2 separate regions of the Sus scrofa genome follow, and region 1 is linked to region 2. Evidence: chromatin contacts called from public Hi-C data. All regions are on one chromosome and are shown on one strand. Each heading gives the region's core, a stretch centred on a gene start, on an enhancer-like site or on the middle of the called end of the contact. The rest is flanking DNA. Distances are from core to core; before and after follow the strand shown.

Evidence for each region. A called contact is a pair of places that touch in the nucleus more often than the background predicts.
Region 1: a contact with region 2 is called in a Hi-C map of skeletal muscle, with 8 times the contacts expected there. The contact joins two enhancer-like sites. A contact is called at or near these places in 1 of 47 Hi-C or Micro-C datasets (skeletal muscle) and 1 of 2 datasets of contacts at active chromatin or transcription factors (skeletal muscle).

What each region holds. Positions count from the first base shown.
Region 1 is chr1:204,568,794-204,574,232 of Sscrofa11.1, reverse strand. The region is part of intron 2 of ADAMTSL1 (ADAMTS-like protein 1); the gene reads left to right. Among named protein-coding and RNA genes, the nearest start is that of ADAMTSL1, 370 kb to the left of the region's middle. Within about 2 kb of position 3,257, at least 1 of the 83 cell types and tissues checked has an H3K27ac peak or open chromatin away from gene starts, as enhancers often do. A contact at or near this core is called in skeletal muscle, where this site is marked.
Region 2 is chr1:204,419,469-204,424,478 of Sscrofa11.1, reverse strand. The region is part of intron 2 of ADAMTSL1 (ADAMTS-like protein 1); the gene reads left to right. Among named protein-coding and RNA genes, the nearest start is that of ADAMTSL1, 520 kb to the left of the region's middle. Within about 2 kb of position 3,553, at least 25 of the 83 cell types and tissues checked have an H3K27ac peak or open chromatin away from gene starts, as enhancers often do. A contact at or near this core is called in skeletal muscle, where this site is marked.

The sequences.
Region 1 (5,439 bases), core at 2,008-4,507, 150 kb before region 2:
CTTTAAAGAATTTAGCATAGTATCTCTATGTCATAAGTGCTCAGTAAGCACATGCCAGATGAAGGAATAACACTGAAAGATCTCTCTGCATGGATTTCTTGAGACCTTCTCTGGAGAACTTTCAAATAGACTTGAAACTTGGCGATCTATGAAAGTACATAAAACATCAAATAAAAACACATGATTGAATATCACTAAAAAACACCAAAAGGAAAATGCAGAATGGTTTTCTAAGACCAGATAAATGTGGCCTCATTATTGATAAATTTGGCAATGATTTTCCTTTAAAATATAGAAACAATTAGAGCATAATCATCTTGATCACTAATTGGTTTGCTAAAATGTCTCTTTTCATTTTATAACCGACCCACTTGAAAACATGGAGAAGCATAAAGGGTCATTTCCTTGGAAAAGAGGATGGACAAGCTTCTTGCAGTTTTGTTTGGGTGCTGTTCAAAGCCATACCCTAAACTTTCCCCAGAACTAGAAACAAATGTGTTACCACAAACCAGTGTGGGTAACTCTGTGGAGAGAGTATTTCCTCTTCATCTATTTTTTTTAATTTGTGTATCCCAACTGCTTATTTAGATTTATCCTGCTTTCTCATGGATGAGCAACTAGCTCTGTATGGTATAATCTCAGGAACCAGGAGTTTGGAAAAGCAACTTTTTGGAGATATATAATCCAGTGCTATCTGTACAAGACTACTTTCCATAAAAGGTCAGGCAGACTTCTAATGAAACAATTCAACTGAAATACCAAATTATCTTAAAAAAAATTATCTTACTATCCCTCCCTGGAGCTAGAAAGCATTTGTTTGGGACCTGAATTTCTGATGTTTTTTTAGGGTAATAATTGAATGGAATGACTGCCAGCTGAGAAATATAAGTATTAATCTAGGAATGATTGATTCCTAGGTAAACCTTGTTAATATGTGGCACATATTTATAATGGAATACTACTCAGCCATAAAAAACACAAAATAATGCTATTCACAGAAACATGGATACAGTAGGAGATTCTCGTACTGAGTAAAGTAAGTAGATAGAGAAAGACAAATAGCATATGATATCACTTATATGTGGAATCTAAAACATGGCACAAATGAACCTATATACAAAACAGAAACAGATTTATAGACATGGAGAATGAACTTGTGGTTGGCAAGGAGGAGGTGGATGGACAGAGAGTTTGGGGTTAGTAGATGCAATGTATTACATTTAGAATGAATAAGAAATGAAATCCTACTGTATAGAACAAGGAAACATATCCAATATCTTGGGATAGAACATGATGGAAAAGGAGTTCCCATTGTGACTCAGTGGGTTAAGAACCGAATGAAGTCTCCATGAGAATGCAGGTTCCATCTGGGGCTTCACTCAGTGGGCTAAGAATCTGGCACTCCCACAAGCTATGGTGTAGATCACAGATGCAGCTCAAATCCAGCATTGCCATGGCTGTGGCATAGGCCTGCAGTTGCAGCTCCAATTTGACCCCTAGTATGGAAACTTCCATATGCTGCAGTTACATCTATAAAAAGAAGAAAAAAAAGAATATGATGGAAGGTAATCTGAGAAAAAGAATGTGTGTATATGTATGATTGGGTCACTTTGCTGTACAGCAGAAATTGGCACAACATTGTAAATCAGCTATACTTCAATTTATAATTTTCTATCATAATCCACGTGATGTGTTGCTTTATTGGACATTTTATCCAAAAATGCAAGATCATTTAGCTGTAATGACCTAAAATATACATACATTTCAGAGGTGTAGCAAAGACATGAAATGATATCAAAGTTTCATTCAGCAGTATTGAGTTGTCATGGTGAAGTAACTGTCCAGCTAATGACTACATTTTCCAGCGTTCTTGCATCTAAGTAGGACACTGTAGCCAAAGGACGTATGAGTGGAAAAGTGATCAACATGGGAAGGACTGAGGAGACAGATCTGTATTCTCCATGGTCCCTTTCCCAGTTCTGAGTGAAGAGGACTCTAAGGTGCTGGAAGGAGATGGAACCATAAGATAGTAGGAGGCTGAGTTTCAGAATGATCACTTCGCTGATAGGTAGAAGACCACCCAACTTGGACCACATACTTTAGTATGTATTGTGAGCAAGGCAGAAATGTTTATTGTGTAATGCAATTGTGGTGGTTTATCTGTACAAGCATCTAGCAGCACTTTAACAAATACAGGAGGTATATAAAAATGTCCCAAACCAAGGTCATAGTAAAACGGCAGATTTCTTCCCATTCTCTATTAGCTGAAAGTTTAGGATTGGTGAAATTAAGTATTTTTTAACAGCAATATTAATACTGTAGAACTGGAGTTCCCATCGTGGCTCAGTGGTTAATGAATCCGACTAAGAACCATGAGGTTGCAGGTTCGATTCCTGGCCTTGCTCAGTGGGTTAAGGATCCGGCGTTGCCGTGAGCTGTGGTGTAGGTTGCAGACGCGGCTTGGATCCCGTGTTGCTATGGCTCTGGCGTAGGCCATCAGCTACAGCTCTGATTCAGCCCCTAGCCTGGGAACTTCCATATGCCATGGGAGCGGCCCAAGAAATGGCAAAAAAAAAAACTGTAGAAGTTATACCTGGAGAATCATACACATTCACTGAATGTCGATGCACCCTTTCTACCCCTTCCCAGAAAATGGTTTTCCTAGACATCACTAAGGTCATCCTAGACCCTTGCCTCTCTTTAATCTACCTGCCCCCTCCTACCCATTCTGCACTCTATTCCCATCTCCTCCATTAAGCTTTCCTTTACCACTAAAGGTACCATTCATTTCTTTGAGCTCATAGTAATTAAAATCTGTGCCAAACTTTGTACTGTCTCATACACTGCCTAGTGAGAGCAGTCACATTTTTACATTATTTTTAAAGAGTAAAATCACCATTTATCTAAATTATCAGGTAGTAGATGGAGAAAAGAAGAAAATTTGAAAAAAAAAGTATAATTAGGATATTGGAAATACACACATACTTACCCTTTTGCCTATAACAGAAAGATGATTACTGGGGATAAAGGAGGTTAGGACCTATATCTCACTGTAACATTGACCTTCATGTAGAACACTTTTAGCATTAAATCCCAGGAGTGATATAGCAGTCAGTGAGCCTTTTACTTTCTCACAAGAAATTAGGACATTTATTTATAAGCAGAGAAGTGGAAAATTAGGCAAGAGCATTGCAGACATCTCTAGTAATTTTGGCTAAACAGGCTCCCTGGCTACAGTCATCTTCCAAATTTGAGAGTATATTTTCAGCTAAGTTATTTCTTGGCATCATTCTTATTCTACCAGTGAGAATGTCAAATGTGTAACATTAGGATGGCAAGTTTTATGTTTTGACCCCACCTGAAAGTTGAAACCGAATTCATTCCACCACAGTGCCAGCCATGTGATAAAGCCCATCCAGTTCCTTGGATGGGACCTAGATATCAATTGACAAAATGTAATGCGAAGGCTTCACATCCTGTTACCCAGTCGTGAGTGATCCATCCTCCATGGTTGAGTATCAAATGTCAAAATTTATCATACCAGATCTTAATCATTGTCAACTGTGCAGAAAGACCCTTAGAGATTTTCATATGCTCTAAATTCAGGAAATTCTCACGTAGGCTTCTCACAGCACAGTTTAAGTCATGCCCCTTGCGTGCACACATGCAAATCATAATTTGAAAGCCCTATTTAACATTTAGGCTTAAATAATTTGGAGGATAAATCCCAGATGAAGCCATGGAAAAGAAACTTGAAAGGTTTAAGTATCTCACACATGTATTGCAAAAGTAAGAACTGTGAATTCTCTTCTGTGCAGTTTAGTCCACTATTTCAAGTGTGTTATGGAAAAGCTTGAATCATTAACACTATCTCTAGGCATGGTTTATTTGAGGCATTTATTAAAATGTACATGATATCTAGTGCTCTTTCCTTTTCCACATAAAACTTCAGATTAACATATGGTAATAACACAGTGTTGTTTATCATGAAATACAGAGTCCAAAAGCACACATGTGCAAACTGAGCTAGTATTTCTTTCTCCCAAATAAGTAAAAGTTAATAATCTAGATTATTTTCGGTTTCAGAAACTGATGATACTTTCATGAAAGGAACTAGTAGTTTAAAAAGAATTCTGCAATGCTTGAGTTATTTAAGACAACAGGAATGGGTTAAATGAAAAAAAGTTTGTACTTGATGCAAAAAAAAAAAAATTAATACCAATGTAAAGAGAAAAAAGTCTGAAAATTTTCAGCACCAAGGTTAATTTTCATGTAATGAGTACATAGGAACAGAGTGTGGAAAAGATGTGATTTTCAGTCACTTTCCCCACATAATTCTACAGTAACAATATAATCTAAAATGAGTTGAATTGTTGCAAAGGAAGGAGACTATCATAAAAGATAGTAGATTTACCCACCATTTATTATATCATCCTGTTTGCAGCGCTACATTTGAGTTTGTGTCAGCACTTCCATTATAAGCCTGTACTTTGAGGAATTTGGAATTTGGCCAATGAAAGATCATTCTGAACTGAAAGTTGGCACAGAAAGTTTCCTCCCATGAGCAAAAGTTGTTTTCATTATTTCTTCTTCATCGTCATCTTCTTTTTTTTCCCGTTTACAGAATTCCATAAAACTTCATCTGGTTGCTTTTAAACTTGGATATCTGAAGTAAAAGTTAAGTATAAGAGAGCCAACCAAGTGGTTTGAAGACAATACATCTTTTGTCCATCTGGGCAGAGTTTGTATTCAGTATTTCATATGAAGGAAACAATGCTATTTAGTTGTGAATATTTAGAAAAAGAGTAAGAAGTAATTTCAAAAGTCCTTTTACTCATTGCCTCTAGTAATGAAGTTAAAAAGTGATGAAATGAGGGTGAGAGAGCTTCCTCACCTATTCTGATTATTGTGCACATTACTTTATAGCTATTTATAAAAACTGTTCTTAACAGCATTCCTGCATAGTTTCATACCCATTTATTTTACAGTTTTATTGATGTATAATTTACATAAAATAAAATTAATTCAATTTAAGCATACAGTGTGGGTACAATATGTAGTCATCCAACTGCCACCAACCACAATCAAGTTTCAGAACGATTCCTTCACCATAAAAAGTCCTCTTGTTTTATAGGCAGTTGTTTCCCACTCCCAGCCTGAGGCAACTACTGATCTTCTAAAGATAAGGCTTTTATAGAATTTTAAATAAAATCAGATACTCAGATACTGTACAATTTCTGTGTCTGTGTCTAACTTCCTTCACATAGCATGATGCTTTTGAGGGTCATCCATGTTCTTTCATGTATCAATAGTCCATTCTTTTTTTATTCCCAAGTAGCATTACATGGTTGTGTTAGTATCTATTAATCCATTCATGAGTCATGGACATTTGAAGTTGTTTCCAGTTTGGGACTATTATTAGTAAAACTGCTGTACATA
Region 2 (5,010 bases), core at 2,304-4,803:
GGCAAGGAAACGCTGAGATTTTATGTAATATTCCAACTCAGGAAAGATAGTTGGTAGATCAGAGCTTCGATGGCTTAGGAAAGAACAATCATAGAGAAAGTTGCACATTTATATTAAGCCCCACTCTTAGCCCCATGAAGACAAAACTATTAAGAGGTTAACAGAGTTTAGTATCATGAAAGCTTTGGGCAGGGTCCTATGAGTCCATCGTTACGGGAAAAATGGGGACTCTGCTAAATTGATAAAGAAGAGATACTCTCTTCCCAGAAGCCCAGGAACATGTCCCTTCTGCCCAACCTTCCAATCACAGAAATTAAAATCCAATAATGGAAAAAAATGTTCTGGACACTCGTAGTGTGCCAGCTACAATTCTATACATTCTATAGTAAAAAACAAGAGAGACAAAATACCCGGCCTTCATGGAGCCTACATTCTACTGCAGGAGGAGGGAGGCTGGGACAAGGGAAAAACTGAAGGTTAGAAAAAGGAAAGAAAATATTCATCAGTGTTAAAGGTTTCGAAGAAAATAAAACAGAGTGATATGATGGAGTGCCTGGGCAGTTCCTGTAGATTGAAGGAGTGGCTAAAAAGTTCTGCGAAGGACAGATCATCTCCAATCCAGCCCCCGCCCCCTGAAGACACAGTGATGCTTTAGAAATATACTTGGTTAAGGTGACTCCCACCCTGGCTCAGATGGCTTCCCTTTGCTCAGAGGACAAAGTCCACATATTCAGCATGACCCACTGGCCCTGTGTGGTCTGGCTTTACCTGCCTCTCCCATCTTTGTACCCTATTCAGTGGGTTGCCATCACTCTGTTTGGTATTCAGCTTGTGTGTCTTCATAATCACTGTTCTAGTTGGAATTTTTCATCTACTTGTGTGACTTTTGATAGGGGTCTGAGTCCACTAGTAGACTGGAAACTCCATGAGGACAGGGGCCACACTTGGTTTTGCTCACCACTGTATCCCCAGCACCTGGAACAACTTATGTAGATGCTAAATACGTGTTTTGGGAATGCATGAATGCATGAGAAGAGCCATGGATTGATCTCAGCTACCAATACACAGTTCCTGATACTGGTCAGCTCAGAATCACAGGGTCTAGTGATTTTTTCAAGTATGGTTTAAAATCTGTTGATTTCTCACTCAGCTAAGGTATAATGAGTAGCTATTATGTACAGGGATTAATACTAGATATTTAGGAAATAAAAAGATGGAAATGTCTGGCTTCTGTCCTTATGGAATTTGTTATCTTATTTAGTTTTTTCATAAGTGAGATGAGTCTACGGTAGAGTGTCACAAGTATTCATTTATTTATCCAGCCAAAAGTTGTTCTGGGAGCCACTCTGTGGTGAACCCTTGACTTTACAAACTTATTATCTCCTAGGGAAAATAGACTTAGTCAAATATTTGCACAAACACATAAATGCTATGAAGGATGGCACTGCTGCTAGACTGTATAATGGGGCTTAGGAATGGGCATTGGCTCTATTTGGTGAGCTAGAAGAATGGAAGTCCAGGGAAGGATTCTCAGGGAGAGTATGCAAGGTAGAAGTGGATGTGCACTTCACTTCTCATGTCCACTTCACAGACCTGAGGAGAGGTTGCTGAGGCCAGGACAGAGAGTAAACAGGAGTGCATTAGGTAGTATTTGATCTACTTTAAAGAATAGGCACACATTTAAAAACACCTAACCCTGGGTACATCCAGAAAGGCAGGCTAAGGAAATAATAAGAAAAGGTCCAGTGGTAATCGAAGTGGAGGGACCTTGGTGTGCTTGCAGTGGCCTGGGTTGTTTTGAGGGCTACAAGTCAGAAGGAGACTAGTGGGAAGCAAGGACAGAAAGAAGTTGAAGAAGGTTGTGACGTTCAGTGCTCAGAGAAGGATTGGAGGCATGATGTAGAAGATAGTGAACAGTCTTGCTCGCTTCCTCCATCTCCTCCACACCTCCCCGCAGCCAGTATGACAGAAAGACATGGCTGGCATGGCATCCTGCCCACCTCAAACACATTGCTTTATTCATGTTCTCCTCTTTCCCCAGTGGCATCATCATCTTTCTTTCCTTTGGCTATTTTGTCTCAGTCTGTTCTTTTCAATTCATGGGGACCTTGACCTTATCTCCTTCCCTAACTTCCACCACCAGACCTCTCTCGGAGTCTCCACAGACATGATTCTTCAAACAGCAGTCTACACTGACTCTCTCCACGTGCCTGTGTTGTTCTTTTTTTTTTTAAGTCTCAAATGATTTTTATTTTTTTCTATTATAGCTGGTTTACAGTGTTCTGTCAATTTTCTACTATACAGCAAGGTGACCCAGTCATACATACACACATTATCACACTCCATCGTAGGTGACTAGATATGGTTCCCAGTGGACCCACTGCAAATTGTCTTCTACACTATTGCTCCTTTAAACAGCCCTGGTCATAGTTATCCATGGCTTACCTCCTGGCTGTTCAGTGAATACTTCTCAGCCCTTTTTTACTCTACAGCTCTCTGTGGTATTTGATACTATCAACTCCTATCTGTTCCCAGAAACTTTACTCTTCCTTTAGGTTTCAAAACTATATATTTTCTATTTTCTTAGCCATCCTCTGGAATCCTTTTCTTCTAACCACACTCTCTTATAAAGTGTCCCTGGAAGTGTCTCTACCCTGGGATGGGTAGAGATTTACCTGCAGAAGGATTGTTGGGGAGGATCCTTGGGAGACACACCTGTAAGGAAGAGAAAGGACAGGCAGGTAGAGGTAAAAGCTGACCCACAAGGAGGCTGTGACCAAGCCGAAGGGGGGCTCTAGAGCTGGAATAATTATTCAGAGTTGTCCTAAATTGAAGCCAGGGGGAATGGGCCTTTGTACCCAGGCATCAACCAGTCACTGGCAATAGGCCATCATCTAGGAGGGTTGTAGTCTTTGGCAAGGTGATTCGCTGCAGCAAAGAGGGGTCCCCATTGAAGGACATTGGTGGTTGCTATGCACATCACACTCTGCACATCACAAATGAACTCACTAGCTCCACTCCAGCATTCTTGGCAAACCTACTTTTTTTTTTTTTTTTTTTTTTTTGTCTTTTTTGCCATTTCTTGGGCCACTCCTGTGGCATATGGAGGTTCCCAGGCTAGGGGTCGAATCGGAGCCACAGCTGCTGGCCTACACCACAGCCACAGCAACGCAGGATCCCAATGCCGGATCCTTAACCTACTGAGCAAGGCCAGGGATCGAACCCACAACCTCATCGTTCCTAGTCGGATTCGTTACCCACTGAGCCACAATGGGAACTCCCAAACCTACTTCTTAATAACCCATCATTTTTTAAGGGCAGCAGCACCCATGCAGCTGGATTTCTAGAGCCAGACATGCTCTCTTTCTCATGTCCCACTTCCAAGTAGTCACCATGTCCTGTAAATTTTACCACCTTCATATCTCTTGCGTCCTTCCCTTCCCTCTGTTTCTGCTGCTAATAGTGTGGTTCAGACCTCACTTCTCTCTCCCATTGGGAGCAATGGGGCTTCCTTTTTCAGTCACAACAGCCTGCAGTCTCTGACTCTGTTTTGTATAAAGTATAAGATCCTATAACTGCCTTCTCACTGCTACAAGGTCAAGTCTAAACTCATTGGGATAACACAAGTCCTATCCTGATTGACCGTTCCTGTTGGCTCCCTCCCTTTCTGAATTCCCTTATATCTTTGTTCCTAGCTCACCACCCATTCAGAGTCTGAGGTACAGAGGCACCTCTTGGGAGTTTAGCAAGGCAACCCAGGACACTAGATCATGTTATATTTGGAAGCTCTTCTCAGAAATAAAGCCCTTGGCCGAGAAGAGTGATAAGGAAGGCATTTCATTAAATACCAATATTAAGCCCAGGAGGTCACCGTGACCTTTGGAGCTGCACAGCTTTGGCAAGAAGACAGCCCCTGCCTGCTAGCCTGGCTAATCTGATATCCGATGTTGCCACTAAATCGTCATTGAGCATGACATAGGCACCCAGCTGTTAACACTGATACACTTTCAATGCCAAGATCAGGCACCATTCTCCTGGCAATTATACAGCCCTGCTTGCTAATCCAGGCTGCACGATGGCATGGGCAGAAGAGGGGCTGTGGGGACTCTTGCCACCACGTGCCTGGTGGGCCCTGCACCGGGTCTTGTTTATTCACCACATCAGGCCAGATAACATTGAGCCAAATAACAGTTCTCTTCATTGGCCTTATGCAACAGGATAGCATTAATTGAGCACTTCTGGTCTTAATCACGACCAGAAGAAAGAAAGGAGAGAAGAGAGAGACAGAATCAGAATATGAATGAAAGGAGACATCGAAGGAGAGAGAAACCCCAAACTTGTTATTTTTGAAAAATAACTTCTGGTGAAAACAGAGCACCTCTCTGAAGAGTGTATGCAGAGTTCTGCTCTAAGAGCAGCAAGCTCCCCTTTTGATCTCTGTCAAGGAACCCAACACCACTAGGGCAGCCACCCCCATGGACAAGTGAACTCAGCCTCCCAGCCCCTGGGGTGGTGAGGGATGTTTTTGCTTTGGTGTCAGCAGGACCTGACGCGGTATTTTGGAACTACTGCTGGCTTCCCCCCACCTCTCTCCAGTCCGGTCCCCTCGCTCGAATTTCAAGCCTGTCCCTTCCTTCCAAGCTGCCCTCTTGCATTGCCTTTCTTCTCATGCTCCTAAATGTTACCCTAGAGGGGGCTGCAGCACCGCAGGCTTCCTCTTCACCGCCACCATTTGCTGTTGTTGGCTGCAAGTCTCTTGCCCGGCGCCAGCTCCTCGGCAGCCAGTGAGGACCCTGCGCTCAGTTTAGGCTTACCCAAACAGACAAGCAGGCGCAGAGAGGGTCTGGACACACAGGGCAGCCCCCCTCTCTGACTCCCGCCCCCACTACCCCACTGCCCTGTGAATCTGATTGATCTTTGCATTTCACCAAATGTGCATTTCACCAAGTGTGCATTTCACCAAGTGTTCGAGCCCCCCCCCCCCCCCGCCCCAGCACCCAGGGAAGACAG